Regions from separate parts of the Macaca mulatta genome. Here region 2 is linked to region 1. A link is a contact called in public Hi-C data. All regions are on one chromosome and are shown on one strand. The core of a region is the stretch at or near the end of the contact, and the rest is flanking DNA. Distances in the headings are between cores, read along the strand shown.

Region 1 (2,852 bases), core at 104-2,603:
GGTTTCTCCTTCCCTTCCCAGGCTCAGCTCCTCTCACCCCAAGTACCTTCCTCCACATCTCTCCTCTCCCTCTCCAGAAAGCCCTACCTCCAGAGGGTGGGAGGAAGTTAAAGCGGCCCCGGCTGTTTACGCCCGGCCCTGCCCTCTCCCGCTCCTGCACGGACTCTGCTCAGGTCTTGAGAGGAAGAGAGGGGGCGTCCACGCCCCGCTCGCTCCATCCCACCCCGATCCTTCGGCGGGAGCAGCCAGATTGGGCCAGAGTGGGAGGCGCTCCTAGATCTGCCTTTCTCTGCAGCTCCTTGCAGCTCCTGCTAAGCTGCTTCTCAAACACTCAGAACGTTTTCTACCCAGGAAATGTGGGTCCAGCCCTTCCCCAAGGTAGAGGCTGGAAACCACCAGCGAGTCTCTACACGGGGTTATTCAGGGGGGTGAAAGGAAGGACCAGTCATGAATGGTAGCTCATTCAGCTTCTAGACTCCAGAGAAGAACAATGTCTTGAAACCAGGTGCAGAACCTCCACCTCTCCCGGGCATCGCCTTGGGAAGAACTAACCCATCCACCCGACCCCAATCACCACCACCAAGTGATGGGGCAGCAGGCTGCTAGGACCTAAAGCGCTGGCCTCAGCGGCAGCAGCGCCGCAGCAGGACAGAGCCCTCTCCCAATGGGCCTCCCGAAGGCACAGGAACAGATGCACACAATGGGCATCCCCACACCTGCTGGGCGATGGCCCACCTCCCCCAAGCTGCTCTCCCGGGTCCGCTGAGCGGTACCAGGCACCCCTGAGACAAGCGCTCGCAACCCCGCGCGCAGCGAGAGGTGAACAATGGGGGGTCAAATTCGCCAGGAAACACGTCCCAGCCTTCGCCCCCGGTCAGAAGCGACCGCAGCGGAGGGAGTGAGCATAGGGGTCGCACTGGACGCACGCAGGGAGCTGGGAGAACCGAGCGACTCGGGGCCGCTTCCCGTGGGGCGCGGAAGGGACAGGAGGGATCCCTAGCCCGGGTGGCCGCTCCGCTCCCACCGGCCTCCGCCGTGTGGGCACCCCGAGAAAGGGGCACCGGAGGGTCCCGGGCTTACGGAACGCCCCGGGGGTGCGGAGCCGGGTCCGGCTGGGACCCCGGCGCCGCCCCCAGCCCGCGTCTACACTCGCCCCGCGCCCGCCCCAGGAATTCGGTTACCGCCGCCTCCGCCGCGGCCCCCGCCGCGTCCTCCGGGGCCCGGGACAAGTCGGGCTCGCAGCTCGCGCCGTCCGTCGCCATCTTCCTGCTCTAGCGGATCCGAATGCGAGCTCGGAGCCGCGGCTCCGGACTCAGCCTTCTCCGCGCGGGCGGCGCTTAACCCACTGCTGTCCGGGACGCGGGCGCGGGAAGCCGGGAGCCGCCGCACTCCCTCCGCCCCTCGCCACCGCCCTCGCCGCTTAACCCGCTGCGCGCCGCAGCGCCCCGCCTCGGTCCCGCCTCGGTCCCGCCCCGCGCCCCGCGCCCGGCTGGGCCAGCTGCTGGCTCGTGGAGGTGCGAGAAATGGGCGCACGACCTGGCTCCGCTGCGGCCCTGCGCGCGGACTGGGGATCAAAGACCACGGAAGAGGTGAAGGGAGAAAGCGCCCGAGGAGCAATGCATTCCGCAGAACCCCCACCAAGCCGGAGAAATCCGTGCACAGACCGGATTAAATGTCAGGCCTCCTGAATCTGAATTCTGTGAAAGATCAGGGAAAATCCTACACTTCAGCTCCCTCTATCCCACCGCGAGGAATCACATAGAGCACCCCTTTCTTCTTAAACTGCTCTTTCTTAAATTTCATTGCCGCCAGGGTATTTTTACCCTCCCAATATATATACACACCTGGCTCTGATTTATTCTATCGTTGACTCTAGTCCTTCTCCAAAAACAATTCTCAGATGAAAACGATTTGTCTGTCCTGTTTTCTTTTAGTACGAGGCACCAGCCCCTCAGCTCTTAACTTTCTATACAATCTCCTTTTCGGGGAACGTGTAGTGGGCTGTTTTATATCCTATGACCCCCCAAGTCTGAAGTCTCTCCTGAAGGACTCACCAAGAAGTGTTAAATGTCATAGCTTTAAAAGCTAAATGTCATGCCCTCTACTTCTGAGACAATTTTAAAAAATTACTCCGTAGTGTGAGGACACGTGCACATATACACCAAAAACAACCAAACAAAAGCCACCTTTGTAAAAATAGATTTTATGGGAATTACACGTCTCAGAAGATTTTTCGTGAGATGAGTGAATTAGGCCCAAACTCTTAATTTTCCCTTCCCACATCTAATTCGGTTCCTACCCTTTGCTGCCAATTTCCAGAATGTGAAAATCTATCACCTCACCAAGACCATATGGTACAGCCCTTGTGAAATCACCAGATCCCTAAAAATGTGTCGAATGCATAAAATCAAATCGAGACGTTCAAGCTGTGTCTCAAAGACGTAAACTCAAACCACAACCAAATCCTGCACTTGAAATTTTGGAAGATGAATGACTGGAATGTTCAGTCCAAGGGTTACAGATCAAAGCTTTTTTTTTCTTTCTCTCTCTCTCTTTCTTCTTTCTTTCTTTCTCTTTCTTTTTTCTTTCTTTTTTTTTTTCGGCAGGCTCCTAATGACAGATTTTGACTCTTTAATTGCTCCACTTTCCAAAGTAGACCCAAATATGACACAAACCAGGGCAGAGAAAATCTTTTCTGCAAAGACCCTAAAAGGGATTGATTAATAAACTGAAAAGTTCCCTCCCAGAAGAGAGGTCAAGAAAGAACTTTACCTAGAACTCTGGGGCTAAAAGTCAGGTTATCCTGTGAGTACAGGTACTTATTTATTCATTTATTTTTATTGACTCTGATA
Region 2 (2,852 bases), core at 202-2,701, 310 kb after region 1:
CGCTCTTGTCGCCCAGGCTGGAGTGCAATGGCGTGATCTCAGCTCACTGTAACCACCGCCTCCCGGGTTCAAGCGATTCTCCTGCCTCAGCTTCCAGAGTAGCTGGGATTACAGGCATACACCAACACTCCCAGCAATTTTTTTGTTTTAAACAAAACTCTTAACACCTCGTTAATCATTAATTAGTCTTTGGGTTTTGATTCAACTCCTAACATTTGCAAATCACACAATTATCTTTGTTCTTTCATTTGTGGAAGACACTTTCATTTGTTACCCTGAGAATATGAGACATTCACAATCTAATTCCTGACTACATTTGATTTCAAACAGATCGGAATAACTTCCAGAATATAAAATTTTAACTATTTGGGAGTCATCTTGTAGGTATCTTGTGGGTATGCTCTAATTAAGAAATGCTTCCTTTTCCCAGGAAAACTGCTGACATTGCAAGAGTTATTCCAAAGCCACAATTCTTAAGAAAATACATGTTTAACCTAAATCATAAAGATATTTTGTAAAAAAGGGAAATCGCTCCTGCTGATGTTTTGTGTATAAATCTCTTTCTAACTTCAAGCTCTCTCAAGTTAGGGCAACACAGTAAATAAAGTGGGAACAGTATCACATTGGGAAATATCTGAAATGATACCTATGGCACTATAAGGAAACTGAGGCCCAGAAGAATTGAAGTGACCTGTGCAATGACACCAATACGTTAGCAGAGCCAAGATTAGAACCAAGTTTGGTGCCTTCCTGCATCAGTCCTTTCTTGGTGCTGAAGGAGCCTTTTATTTATTAATTTCACCCTGGAGAATTCCGGCAGACCATCCCGGCGTGGTAGAAGCGTGAACATTCGTTTTCTAAGGGATGGTCACACACCTTTTTCTATTTACATTTAGTTTCTTTAAAAAGTAAAAACACCTCCATTTTGGACCACTTTTAGAGACAAAAGCAGAACATACGAACGTGCATTTCATTGTTGAGTTCTTAAGACGCTTACACCGTGTGGTTATAACGTGCGCAACTTTGTCCCGGCCAACTGGACTTATTTTTAGTGTTATTTTCGGCTCCTGCTGCAGAAAACTAGGGATTCAACTACCCGCACCCGCATTTCACACAACAGCGCTCGTCTACTCTCCTCCTTCACTCCTAATAAAAAACGCCTTATCCTGTTTCTTCCTGCCTGCTCTACCTCAACATTTTCACTTATTATCTTCCACCACACTGGGTTTTACTCGGATTGGAAACCCACTCTCCCCCAACTTCTCTCTCGTACCCCACCTTCGGGAAGCGTCCTCCTTTTTTCCGCCTCTCGTTCCCTTTGTCTTACACGGCTTCCGGAACACGGCCCAGAATTACAGCGAAAACACACTGCGCACGCGCACTCTCTCGTCAGAGCGGCGCTGCTTCTGTTTGGTTGGCTAGTTCGTCCCAATTTCCGAGTCAAAGGGCTGCGGAGCAGCAACTCTCACGATATTTGCGGCGGCTCGCAGACGCGAACCGCTGCCGAGTTCTGGCGCGCCCTTTCAGTTCTGCTTGTGGCCGGCACCACTGCGTTATCCGGAACTGCCGGTCCGAGCAGCATGACGTCCGCCTTGGAGAACTACATCAACCGTATCCTCAAGCTGGCCGCCGCGGGCGTGAGCCGGGGCCGCGGAGAGACCGCCGCTCGGGGATCGGTGGGAAGTTGGGAGGCCCGGCCGCGGCGGGATCCTGGGGGCGGGCGAGATGAGGACCCCGGAATGACCCAGAGTTCGGCGGCGGCGCCTAGAGCCTGCCAGCTGCTGCGGGCCCAGGGGTCCTTTCCATTTTGTCTACAAAAGCCAAATAAAAACCCAGTGTGATTTTTCCGAACTTTTCTGTCTTAAAAAAAATTACGCTCTTGATTCTTCCTTACTATTTCCCTAGGGCATAAGTGTTCAAGTTTGTAAATAAGATGAACAGTCGTCCTGGCTGCGACAACAGTTTTGCAAATCTGTGTACTTGTTTTATTCACATAATATGCTCATTAGTTCGAGGATAGCAGAAAGTTTAACGATGGTTCACAGACTGTTTCTGTCCCTTTACCACTTGAAGACCCTACCTGGTGGTGGAATGAAAAAAATGCTTGCTGTTGTAATGGATTATAGTGAGGAGCAAGTAACAACCCCACGGGAAGTCTTAAAATAGACTTTACAAGTGTTACCGTTTTAAAGTCTCAGAACAAAAACACTATGTTAAGTTCAGGTACAAACTGGGTGACAAAAATTAAATACCGAATGCTTTTAATGTTACAGGCATTGTTAGTACCTTGTGACACTGATTATATAGTTTATTTACTTTTGAATTACAGAAGCCTGCCCCGGAAGACAGTTTTTTAACATGCTTGAAAATCGTCCAACATCGATGAATTTAGTACTCATCCAGTTTTCATTTTAGATATAAACAGGCCCAAGAAACGAAATATCCTGTCCGAAATAATAGATTGGCAGCATTCCTAGTAGAAAAGTGTCAAAAATCCAGGATATTTTGAGATAGGATACACCGATCACATACAGAAAGAGGTTTTCTTTTCTATTTTTTCCTTTTTTTAGTCATGTAATTATCACAAAACTAAAACAAGCTTTTAAAAAATTTTTTTTCTTTCTTTTTTTGAGTCGAGGGTCTCACTGTGTTGCCCAGGCTGGAGTGCAGTGGCTTGATCATGGCTCAATGCAACCTTGAACTCCTGAGCTCAAGCTATCCTCCTGCCTCTGCCTCTGTCTCCTGAGTAGCTGGGACTATAGGTCACCAGGCCAGGGTAGTAGAGATGGGGGGGGTCTCACTGTGTTTCCCAAGCTAGTCTCACCTCAAGTGATCCTCCTGCCTTGGCGTCC

Evidence for each region. Hi-C and Micro-C count contacts between places; a contact is called where the count stands out from the background.
Region 2: a contact with region 1 is called in a Hi-C map of fetal cortical plate, with 2.7 times the contacts expected there. The contact joins the promoter of LSM8 here to the promoter of CTTNBP2 in region 1. A contact is called at or near these places in 2 of 14 Hi-C or Micro-C datasets (fetal cortex germinal zone and fetal cortical plate).

What each region holds. Positions count from the first base shown.
Region 1 is chr3:157,409,235-157,412,086 of T2T-MMU8v2.0, forward strand. CTTNBP2 (cortactin binding protein 2) reads right to left here and starts at 1,354. Exons shown (of 23, transcript NM_001168625.1): 1 at 1,182-1,354. The coding sequence starts at 1,262.
Region 2 is chr3:157,715,657-157,718,508 of T2T-MMU8v2.0, forward strand. LSM8 (LSM8 homolog, U6 small nuclear RNA associated) reads left to right here and starts at 1,452. Exons shown (of 4, transcript NM_001266597.1): 1 at 1,452-1,611. The coding sequence starts at 1,581. LOC114677016 (a long non-coding RNA gene) reads right to left here and starts at 1,359. Exons shown (of 2, transcript XR_013415933.1): 1 at 1,279-1,359.